Linked DNA regions of Cricetulus griseus: region 1 is linked to region 2. A link is a contact called in public Hi-C data. All regions are on one chromosome and are shown on one strand. Each heading gives the region's core, a stretch centred on a gene start, on an enhancer-like site or on the middle of the called end of the contact. The rest is flanking DNA. Distances are from core to core; before and after follow the strand shown. Region 1 holds the start of Zfx (zinc finger X-chromosomal protein). Region 2 has its middle 28 kb from the start of Eif2s3.

Region 1 (6,181 bases), core at 848-3,347, 55 kb after region 2:
GAGTAGTTGGTGGTAATAATGGAAAAACTGACAAGAATGCTGACATTCCATCTTTCTGTTCTGAACGTGCTGTTTATGGTTGTGTGGCTGATGTAGAGATTCCCGTCTGGGCAAACCTAGTATTAAAGGGAGGCCCATATAAAGTACTTTAAACACTGGTTACCATTTAAATAACTGTATTAATGTGACTACATAAGCTACCTTATCCCCCCCCACACACACACCCTGAGATGAAGTCTCACTATATTGATGAGGCTAGCCTCCAAGACTTATACTGAAAGAATCCTTCCTTCTCAGTTTCCGGAACATCTGGAAATGCAGTGCCTGCCTGCCAACTTTTTTTCCCCAAACCTTTTCAGATTGTTTTCCTGTGTAGTCCAGGATGGCCTGAACTTTTGCTTTTCCTGCTTCAAACTCCTGAGTGCTGAGGTTAAAGGTGTGTGCCACACCTGAACCTTTCTCATTTCTTTACTTGAAGTAATCTTGCTTAGTTTTATTTTATGCGGATACAGCTTGTATCATTGCCTGAAGGAACTATCTATCTACAAATGATGAAGATAGTGTAATTTATATTTGAAAGAAAATTTGTTTGGTGGCAGGAAGCTAACCCCCCCAGAAGAAAGTTACTATCTGGTTATTAGATAGACTTACTAGATTCCAGTAGATCCTTAGGGGGAAAATGATAAAAGAGTTCATAATGTATGCCATTCTTGCCCAGGGTCCATGCTAATTTGTTCCAATCTTAGTGTAGATTCTACCTAAGAGAGTCCCCCACCAATAGCCTTGTCTGGCCAAAATTGTCTTGCATTTCACACCAGTATGCTATTTGCTTTATCATTTTTGTGTGCTTATATGAAAATGTCTTAACTAGGGTAAAAGCTATCAACAATGTCATTGCCAGTATGTCAAACTGGGTGTAGTGGGGGCACTGGGGAAGCTGAGGCAAATTCACTGTCAGCCTGGACTATATACCCATTCTTACCTCTCCCAGTACTCCATAAAAAAGTTATAGCATGTTAGATTCTACATTAATGTACATTATGTATAAAATACACCATTTAATGTGTTCCTGGTAATGTTAAAGTATCGTTTTGGTCTCTTATTCAGTATAGGACTGTAACATAGACTGGTGTGGTGGGACATGCCTTTAATCCTAGTGCTCAGGAGGCAGAGGCTGGCGAAGCTGAGTTCGAGGCCAGCTTCGTCTATAGAGTGAGTTCCAGGACAGTCAGGGCTACACAGAGAAAGCCTGTCTTGAAGGGGAAAAAAGAAAAAGAAAGAAAGGTAACGTAGTAAGCTGGACTGAGGAAAAGACAAAATTCTGATTTTTTTAAGTTCATATTTTGTTGACTCACATTTTCCCTTCTCTATCTTCTTAAACTTTAAGAGACTTGTTTAAGAATTTTATTTTAAAAAATCTTGTTTTCTAGATATTTATGGAAGAATGTATAACATGATTACTGATACATACATAAAAGTTAAAATTTACACACGCCAAACAATGTTAATACACGTGTCTAGAAAGTATACCACTAAAAAAATTCCTGTTCACTGCAGTGTGATAGTCTTTAAAATGTACCCCTACCAGACCTATTTGACCTGACAGCTTATTTATGTAAAAATTTTTAAAGGGTTCGGTAGTTGTTCTAGAGACCCCCCCCCACACACACACCATTCAAATTGGCAAGCCCATTTTCATTTTGTTTGAAAGTTGTTTTTTTAAAAGGAAGACAGGAGACGGCGGGGGTTGCTAAATTTATCTTCTTCCCCAGGCACCGGGGATGAAAAAAAAACACACACATTTACGGCGGGAGGGGGTCTGAGGGCCTGCAAACCACTGGAGCCACCGCCTCAGGCCAGGACCCTCGCAGAGAGGCGGTAGGTCTCCCTGGAGGCCCCCAGGGGGTGGTTGCGGCCCACAAACATGGTGGGGGGCGGCCCGGGCCTCCCGCCTCTCGACGGGGTCGGCGGACCACGGCCTCGTGCGGACTTTACAGCCGAGGCGGCGGTGGCAGCGGTGTGTGTGTGGCGGCGGTGGCGGGCGGGAGCGCGGAGGTGGAAAGAAGGGGGGCGCTGTCACGGAAACTCGGGCCGCCGGAGACCCCGCCGCAGCGAGGCCACTGGGCTCCCCGGTTGCGGGGCGTGAACGGCGCCAACCCGGGGCGTCAGGAGGACCCACCGGGCGGAGGAGGGGGCCCATCTATCCTTCCGCATTTTCCTGGGTCTCTCTCCCCGGCGGTGACGTGACGTGCTGACGGCGGGCCCGTGCCGGGGAGCTGGGCCGCTTTTTGTCAGCTCCGAGCTCGGCCCCTCCTCCCTCCCTCCGCCCGCCCCACCAGCCGGAGCCCGGCCCAGTGCTCCAGAGAAAGGCCGGCCTGCAGCACCCGCCACCGTCGCCGACCGCCGCACGCCCGTCCGGTAAGTCTGGGGTGCCGCTGCGGCCGTGGGGCCTGGTGCGCGCGCGGCGGCCTGGTCCCGGCCTGGTCGGCGGCCCGTAAGGCGCCCTCCCGCGCTAGGCCGGGCGGCGTGGCGCGCGACGCCGTGCAGGCCCCGAGGAGGCCGCAGTTAGGCCTGGGGTGGCGCCCGGGCGTTCAGAACGACGGTTAAGGCGCTCTCTGTAAACGGGCGGGGGCCGGGGCAGTGTTGCCCGGAGGTTGGGGAGGCGGTTGAGGGGTCTTGGGTGGACGACGCAGCCGACCCGGGGCACCGTGAGGGGGCGAGGCCTGGCGAGGAGGCTAAGGCTGCAGGCATGAGGTGAAGGCCGCAGGCCGGCCCGGCCGATTTTCGCTATGTAAATATGGGCGAGGGGGGGGAAAGAGGGACGGGGGACAAGATGGCGGCCGATCGGCGCCTGCTGCAGGGGACGACTGAGGGGGTTGCCGGGAGGGGGAGCCGCCATCTTGAAGGCGGCGTCTGAGGAGAAAATTCCGCTACAGCCCGTGAGGGGGGGTGTGAGAGCGGGCAGCGGCCGCGGCGGCGCTGGCGACAGGCACCGGAGCCCGGGCGCGGCGTCGAGTGTGCGCGGAGGGGCGTGTTCGCTCCCCATGGCGGCCATTGCCCTCGCCGCCATGATGAGCACTTGGATTCCAGGCGCTTGGCGGCAGCGCCACCTTCCTGCCCAGCCTCCCACAGCCCCGTGACTCGCTGCTGTTTCCGCTGCATTTCAGCCTAGCAGCCGCAGGCGGCCATCGCGGCCGTCCTGGCGCCAGAGCCACCTCATCTGTATTGCCCCGGGGCTTCGAGCCTTTCCCAGGCGCTTGCTGCCTCTTCAGGGTGATCCGCACCGGTGGCAGTGGTAGAACCGGAGACATTTTATTATCTTTTTTCCTCAGAGAAAGTAAGACATGGCCGTTAGGGTGACCCTGATGCGGTTGTTTTCCGCCAATCGTTGCTTTCACGAGTCTGTGAATAAAGACAGAAAAATGATGGGAAAGTTCTCACCACTCTTTTGACCAATAGGGGAAAAAGGCATCCTACGAAAGCGGAAGACTAACTATCGGAGGGAAGTTTTTTTTGTATTTCTTTCTGTCGAAACCAGTTTCTTGGGAGGCTGCATTTAAATTTTGGTATATACTTTTTTTTAAATTGAGGAAAACAAAAGGGAAGGGAAGTTATTTTCGTAACGAACAACGAAATGTGATGTATTATTACCTAGCGTACATTGGTCTGCTGTGGTAGATTATTTCTGAAGTTTGAAAGTGGAATTCTACCCCGTGAAAGTTGTCTTGATTGCACCGCGCACAACTTCACTGGTGAACTCGGAGTCCCGTGTTAGCGGTGCTTGGTACTAGGTGCTAAGAAAGATGAAGGAGGTTCTTGTACGTGCTGGCTGCAGGTTTGTTCCGAGGCAGATGAGCGAAGGCTGAAATGCACCAAGTGCTGCGAAGGCTCCGTCCGAGCGCTGTGGGTTTCAGAGAAGGCATGGTTTCCATTTGAAGCATCAGGAAAGGGTTCCTGAAATAGTTGGTATTTTGAGGTTACAGACCGGGGCGTTTTTAGGTGGTGGCCGGGACAGGCAAAGGGCATTTCAAGGGTGAAGTTTGTTCAGAGAACTGCAAGTATTTACTGTTTGGCTGAGATGTGGACAGCATAGGTAGGAAGTGAGGAATCAAGGCTTGGAAAGGTGGTTTGCTTTGTGACAGGCGAAAGGGTTTTCTGTTTGTGGGGGACGCAGCAGGGGAGCCTTCAGACTGGCAAGCTGAACACACCCGGATCTCTGCTCGATAGCTATCACATCGGCTAGGATAAGTTTGAGAGAAGTAGGTTGTAGGTTGGCCAGTGTTTTCATCGAGATGACGATTACAAAGAGTGGTCAGAGCCAGATTTTATTACCTTTTTAAAAAGAATTTCATTACATTTTGAATGATCTGTTTTCATTAGACAGCTGCTCCCTTTTTCTGTACTCGCTGTAAATAACGTTTTGCTCAGGGTTAATATTTCTGTGGTAAATAGAGAAGGGTTTGCTATAATTTAATTCACCATCGTTGAAAATTAAGACTGGTGAAACTTGAAGATGAGAAATGAACCTACAAGTGTTTCCATGGTAATTTTTTAGGAAGTCAGTTTTGGAAAGTAGTTTGGAAGGATGATTATTAAAAAAAAAACAACAAAGCAGTGGCCTTCTGATGCCCTTTGCAATTTGTTTTTCTCCTTGGTGAGAATAACCACCGTTTTGTTTGAGAGGCTAACTAAGGTTATTTGCTAATCCAAGCCTTCCTTCATTTTATTTTTCTCTTTGATTAATATTTGACTTATCTAGATGCACATGTGGGAAATGTGTTTTAGAATTTTATAATACAAACCTGTGAGTTATGTAGTTATTCATTGTTAATGTTTATACTTTTGTAGGCAGCAACAGGTTGGAAATAGTGCTCCCAGAGAGCATGGAGGGACTGGGAGAGTTTTTCATAGAGGCCATACCAAACTTTAAGACGTTCTCTTAAGCCTGGCATGCCATTTGCCCCAGCACTGGGAGGCAGAGGCAGGTGGAGATTTGTGAGCTAGAGGCCAGCCTGGTCTACATAGTGAGCTCCAGGACAGCCCGAGATACATAGTGAGACCCTGTCTCAAAAATTTTTTTGAAAAAATTTTTCCTAAAAAATGCTTTTAAGATGCAGTTCTTGGGTGTGTGTGTGGGGGGGGGGGGTAAGAACAGTCACAATGCATAATATATAGTGTGAAATTACTAAGTTTAATTAGTACAGTTAAGCAGTTCTTTATAAAAATCTAGATAGTGTGTGTTCAAGATTGAGATGAAATTAGATTTAAATTGTAAAAGTAGGAAGATTGGTCGGTATATAGTTTCTATCAGGAATGGTTACATACAAAATTCTTTTTACCTTAAAGGGCAGACCCTGCTAGTCTGGAGAACTGACTGGTGGAACACGATTGCTAGTTTTTTTTTTTTTTTTTAATTTATATGTACTTCGCAGATAGATGCCTATTTCCTTTCTTTTTTCTTTCCTTCTTTTTTTTGATTTCCTTTTTTAAAAAATGTGCTCGTGTGTGCTTTCAAAGACATTTTCCCCTCTATTGCTTGCTGTAAATGTTTAGTCTCCATCATTTAGACTTACACTGTCACTGATAATGTATTGTTTATGCTTGTGCACAGGGACAATTCATTTTTTAAAACTTAAAAAGCCTTTAACAGGCTCCTGAAATCCTTCATCCTCATGAAAGATCTAATTTTTGTTTGTTTTGAAACCCAGTGTCATTAAGTAGCCTGGCTATCCTCAATCTCTTAAATCTCCTGCCTCAGCCTCCCGAGAGCTGGGATTCAGACATGTGTATTGCCATAAGTGGCTTAGATTATTTCTTTTTTTTTTTTTAAACCTAACTGAAAAGCCTAACCCAGTTATCTGGTTGACAGTAGCTCTGTTTGTGATTTTTTTTCTCTGTTGTAGGCTTTTCTCTTTGCCTTTTGTCTCTATAAGGATTGCCCCACCTCTGTCCAGCCTTGCTGCCTGCATGCACCTTGGCCTGCCTTCTTGGGATGGAGCTCTCTTGATTCAGTGTCTTTTTGGTTTATTTTATCCTGTTTGTTTGTTTGTTTGTTTGTTTGAGACAGAGTCTCTCTATGTAGCCCTGGCTGTCCTGGAACTTAGTATGATAGACCAGGGTGGCCTCAATCACAGAGACCCACCTGCCTCTCCCTCCCAGTTCAGGAATTAGCCTTGCCTGA
Region 2 (6,000 bases), core at 2,664-5,163:
ACACACACACACACACACACACACACACACACACACACACACACACACAATTTTTTGTTATTTCTCTGTTCAACATCCCTGGCTGTCCTGTAGCTGGAGTTGTAGACCAGGCTGGCCTCAAACTCAGAAATCCACTTGCCTCTGCCTCTGGAGTGACGGGATTAAAGTCATGCTCAAGCATCCAGTGGCAACACACATCTCTAATCCCAGCAGAAGCAGAGACAAGAGGTTCTCTTCGAGTTTTAGACCAGCCTGGTCTACAGAGCAAGTTCCAGGAAAGGCTCCAAAGCTACAGAGAAACCCTGTCTCAAAGAAACAAAACAAACAGAAAAAGAGGCATGTACAACCATGCCTGGCCCATAATTTTTAAAAATTTTTAAAAAGTAAAATCCAGCAACTATTGCATTCTTGTAGCCATATGAATGCTTTAGAAATTGCGGGAGAAATGACTTAGAGATGTATTTGATACAATGCAAGGAATTTTAAGGGGCTGGAGAGATGGCTCAGTGTTTAAGAACACTAGCTGCTCTTCCAGAGGTCCTGAGTTCAATTCCCAGCAACCACATGATGGCTCACAATCATCTGTAATGAGATCTGGTGCCCTCTTCTGGCCTGCAGGGATACATGAAACAGAACACTGTATACATAAATAAATCTAAAAAGATAAAGTAATTTTAAGAAAGAACATATGTGAATGTAGAAAATGAAGTTGTATAGTATACTAAACTATCAAGCCATCATATTTATTGAAACAGTGGGCCTAGGCTACAAGTCAGTGGTAGAACACTTGTCTAGTATGTCCCAGGGCTCCAGTTTCCACTCCATTAGCAATGAAAAGAAAACCTTACTGAAGCATCAGAGCTTAGGGATATCTCAGTGCCATAGATATTGAAAGTTTTTACATTGCATAAAAACAAAGCCACAAAGAAAAACAAACAAGAAGCCAAGTATAGTCACTCACATCTGTAATTCAAGCAGTCAGGAGGCTGAGGCAGGAAAATTCTAAGTTTGGAGCTACTCCGAGTTACACAACAAGACTGTCTCCAAAGGGAATGTGTAAGAATTGTGGATTAATGGAGCAACCAGAATGAAATTCAGAGGATGAAATGTCATTGGGCTTAACTCCAGGCTCTTCTCTAGAGCAATCCCAGACTGACATTTCCCACTTCAATTCTGCAGTATTGTTCTCCAACACTTAGCAAATGAGGTATATATACTGGTAATCGGAAAGACAAAACATTACTTATAAAGTATAGGTTATCCAATCAGAAAACGTGATGAAATTAGAGATAAAAATGTAAAATTACTCCTTATCTAGCTAGCATACACAATAAAAATGCAATAGATAAAAATATTCAGGCATACATTTAACTGGAATAAGATATATATGCGTGGATAAATCTAGCATTTTGCTAGAAATCCAAAAGATATGAACAATTAGAAAATACACTATTCTTGGTTGAGATAATTCTATTATAGAGATGTCAATGTCTCCAAATTTTTCCTTCCATTCCATGTGATCTCAATCAAAATTTCAGTAAAATTTGAAAAAATTATAATTTATTTTGTATGTGTGAGTGAGCATGTCCATACATGCATGTCATTGTGCAGGCATGCACGGATTCCATGACACATATGGAGGACAACTTGAAGGAGCCAGTTCTCTGCTTCCTCCATCTGGTCCTGCGCATTGAACTCAGGCCATAGGGCTAGTCACGAGGCACCTTTATCTGCTAAGCTATTTCACTCACCAGCCCTTAACTATCAGTAAGACTTAAAGAACTTGTCTGAGGCTGGAGTGATGGCTCAGGAGTTAAAAGTAGTAACCCTCTTTCAGAGGACTGGAGTCTTCAGGTAGCTCATAACCACTAGTAACTCCAGCTCCAGGGGGATGCAATGCCTCTAGCTTCTGTAGGCACCATCACTCATAAGCGCGGGCGCGCGCACGCGCGCGCGCGCACACACGCACACACACACACACACACACACACACACACACACACACAATTACAATTTAAAAACGAGTGGAGGGATGACTATCTATCTATCTATCTATCTATCTATCTATCTATCTATCTATCTATCTATCTATCTGCAGGTCCTCTCTGCATACTCCTGGCTGTCCTGGAACTCACTATGGCAGACCAGGTTGGCCTTAATCTCACAGAAATCTGCCTGCCTCTACCTCCTGAATGCTGACATTAAAGGCATGTGCCACCACTCCTAGCTATTTATTTGCTTACTTTTTTTTTCTGAGACATGATCTCACTATGTAGTCTTGGTTGTCCTGGAGCTCAGTATATAGACCGGGCAGACTTGAATTCACAGAGATCCTCTTGCCTCAGCCTTCCACGCCCAACTCATATTTGTATTTATAGTACACAATTATATATTTTTTAAATATTTCCTTTTTTAGGGGCTGGAGAGATGGCTCAGCAGTTAAGAGTACTGGCTGTTCTTGCAGAAGACCTGGGTTCGATTCTCAGTACCCACGTGGCAACTCAACAGTTTGTAACTCTAGTTCCAGAAGATTCAAGCCCTTTCTCAGCCTCAGCAGGCACCAGGCACACACGTGGTGCACTGTACACTCATGCATGCAGACAGAATAGGCAATAAAACAATAGCACAGTCTTTTCTCCTTCTTTCTTTCTGAGACAGGGTTTAACTGTGGCTTTGGAAGCTGTCCTAGAACTTGGCTGGTCTCGAACTCACAGAGATCCGCCTGCCTCTGCCTCCCAAGTGCTGGAACTAAAGGCGTGCGCCACCACAGCCCGGCTAACAATAGTACAGTTTTAAGATTTTTTTATTTTTTAAAAATTATATGTATGTGTATGTGTGTGTTTTCTGGGTATGCACGTGTGTGCGAGTATCTGCAGAAGCCAGAGGCATCGGATCCCTTTGAAACTGTTAAAATCAAGTGTGAGCCGCCTGATGCCGGTCCTCTGCAATTGCAATTAAGTACTTGTAACCACTGAGCCATCTCTCCAGCCCCAGCATATATTAAGAACATCTAAAAACATATTTGTTTATTCAATTATTAAAATTACATTTATTTTATTTATAGTGTGCAGGGGGGGGGATATTGTCACAGCCCATGTGTAGGTCCGAGAACTTCCATCTTATGAATCCCTGGATCAAACTCGGCTGTCAGGCTTGGCAGCAGGCACCTTTACTAGCTGACTCATCTCACCAGACCTAAAAGCATAATATTTATGTATGCTATTGCTGCAGAGACAGATCAGTCATTTCAGCAGACTACAACTACATGTAAAATTATAGTACTGCATTATATAGGCAGCATATGCTGTCAATGAGGCTTTCCTGTTTTGAACAGAAAAAAATACATATAAAACACACACACACACACACACACACAAACCCCCAGGCCTAATACATGGGAGTACTAGGCCCTGGAACATACAATTTTGATAGACAATTCTGCTATAAAAATGCCTAGTTGTTTGGGAATTAAATTTTTTTCTCATCGTTGTATTCAGGGCGGGGTATGCGGGTGGACCGCGGCAATGCCCGCGGCGCGAGCCTGCTTAATCGAGACGCGGAAGAAGGCGCCAGCGTCAAGACCTCCGCTGAGTTCACTTCCGGTGTACGCCCTCCGCCCCTCCCCTTTCCCCCCGCCGCGTCGCCACCGTGGGAGTATAGGTGGAGACCAGCCCCTCCCGAGCCGGCTGCCGCTTCCCGAAGCGCCGCCAAGCCTGCGTGGTGCGCTACGCCCGGGTGATTGAGCAGGGAAAGATATTTGACTCTTTCCGGCCCGAAACAAGCCCTTGAAGCGTGTGCTAGGCAAACAGGAAGTGATGAGGCTGGGAAAGGGGGTGGGTCCAGACCAGCCAGTCATTCAGAGAGCGGAGCTGACGCATTTCTCTGTACTTTGCCTGCCGAGCCATTAGGCAACTGCCTCGCTCCTCCGCACCCCACGCTTTTCTTCCACGTGGAACGTTTAAAACGAACTAGGAGTGGCCTCCTTTAGCTCCCCGCTCGTACATCCGCCATGTAGGCTTCCAGTACCTCCTGACGCGTGCGCATGAATGCATGCGCCGCCTTTCCTGATGTGCACTCCAGCCTTGTGCAAACATCCGCTCCGCTGAGCGTGTTCCATCATGCAGCTTTGCTTGGGACGCCTCCATGTCTGCTTCTCTTGCTTGTATGCGCTCACCTAAACTATATGCCATAAACCTTAAGTCACAGGTTTTCTTTTTTCTATTTGGAGATGGTTGTTTTTTCCAGGTTTTTAAATCTAGGTTTCCAATTAAGTATATCGTCAACAGCACATGAGATAGGTTAATTTTAGAATAGAAATTGGGGTTGGGGTTTGCAAGAACGCTTATTGTATTTCGTTTTAGGGTGAAATTTTTAATTACGTATTAAAACATTCTAGGAAAGTCATAGTAGATTTGAGATGCAGTGAAGGGCTGAATTAATATCCAAAGCAATAGAGGCTTGTCGGTTAAATTAAAAGCCCGAACTCAAGTAGGAAGGAGAGTCTTTGCTTCTATCAGAATTCCCCACTTCCTCTCCTGAAACCCTCATTTTGTTTATTCATTTTTCTTTTTTGGTGCAGGTACTCACTCACTCTTTATCCCATGCTGGTTGGGAAATCTCTATGAAGCTGACAGTAATCTTCCTTTCCTGACTTAGCTTCCCAAGTACTGGAATTGTAGGTGTGAGCCACCGCAGCCTGCTAACCCTCTTGCCTTTTAAAGCACATCATTTTTACTGTGACGATGGACACTAGCGCTATCTGTCTCTGGGCCACCAAGGACCTCTGAAGCCTTCTTGGTGACCTGGCTTAATCTGGTGTTTTGTTTTGTTTTGCATCCTGTGGTTTTCTAATGGATTTTCAGAACTTTTGCAACCTCTTAGCTATTCAAGCTCCATTTCTTAAATTTTAAGAACTTAAACTGAGGGCTGGTAAGATGGCTCAACAGTTAAAAGTGCTTGCCAGGTAAGCCTGATAACCTAGGTTCTATCCTGGGAATCCATAGAGAAAGGAGAAAACAGATTTCCCAAAGTTGTCCTCTGCTCTCCACATGTTCTCACTCTCTCTCTCTCTCTCTCTCTCTCTCTCTCTCTCTCTCTCCCTCTCTCTCTCTCTCTCTCACACACACACACACACTAATAAATTTTCAAATAATAAAAAGGAAGTTTTGCCAGGTGGTGGTAGTGCAGGCCTTTAATCCCAGCAAATGGGAAACAGAGACAGGCTGCTCTTTGTGAGTTCAAGACCAGCCTGGTCTACATAACAAGTTCCAGGACAGACAAGGCTACATGCATAGAGAAACCCTGTGTCCAAAAATAAAAAACCAATAACAACAAAAACCAAGAAAGAAAATTTTTATTTATTTATTTTTTTTGTTTTTTTCAAGACTGGGTTTCTCTGTAGCTTTGGACCCTGTCCTGGAACTTAAAAAACAAAACAAAGAAAAAATTAAATTCTAAGTGGTGTTTGTAGTCATAACTAACTCAATGAAAACCATTGAGTGTTCTCTAAGCACTGGGGGGGGGGCAGGCAGAGGCAGGCAGATCTCTGTGAGTTCAAGGCCAGCCTGGCCTACAGAGCAAGTTCCAGGACAGGTTCCAAAGCTACACAGAGAAACCCTGTCTCAAAAAATCAAATAACAGTTAACTTTGAGACAAAACATAAGCAATTCTTTTAATAATCGGAGTTCAGGCATAATAAGAAACCCAAGAGCCTTAAGAAAAAAGTTGAGCCGGGTGGTAGTGGTGCATGCCTTTAGTCCCAGCACTAGGGAGGCAGAGGCAGGCAGATTTCTGTGAGTTCAAGACCAGCCTGGTCTACAAGAGCTAGTTCCAGGACAGCCTCCAAAGCCACAGAGAAACCCTGTCTGGAAAAACCAAAAAGAAAAAAGTTGGGAGCTAATATATATAAGTGCAAAATTTTCGTAGCAGTGATGGTGTACGCCTTTAATCCCAGCACACTGAAGAGTGAGTGTGAGGCCAGCCTGATCTATAGAGTGAGTT

What was found. Hi-C and Micro-C count contacts between places; a contact is called where the count stands out from the background.
Region 1: a contact with region 2 is called in a Hi-C map of fibroblasts, with 2.0 times the contacts expected there. The contact joins the promoter of Zfx here to the enhancer-like site in region 2. A contact is called at or near these places in 2 of 8 Hi-C or Micro-C datasets (the CHO-K1 cell line and fibroblasts).

The regions. Positions count from the first base shown.
Region 1 is chrX:75,848,209-75,854,389 of CriGri-PICRH-1.0, forward strand. It overlaps Zfx (zinc finger X-chromosomal protein), which reads left to right and starts at 2,098. Exons shown (of 7, transcript XM_027431919.2): 1 at 2,098-2,418.
Region 2 is chrX:75,790,973-75,796,972 of CriGri-PICRH-1.0, forward strand. No RefSeq gene overlaps it. Among named protein-coding and RNA genes, the nearest start is that of Eif2s3, 28 kb to the left of the region's middle. Within about 2 kb of position 3,914, at least 6 of the 6 cell types and tissues checked have open chromatin away from gene starts, as enhancers often do. A contact at or near this core is called in the CHO-K1 cell line and fibroblasts, where this site is marked.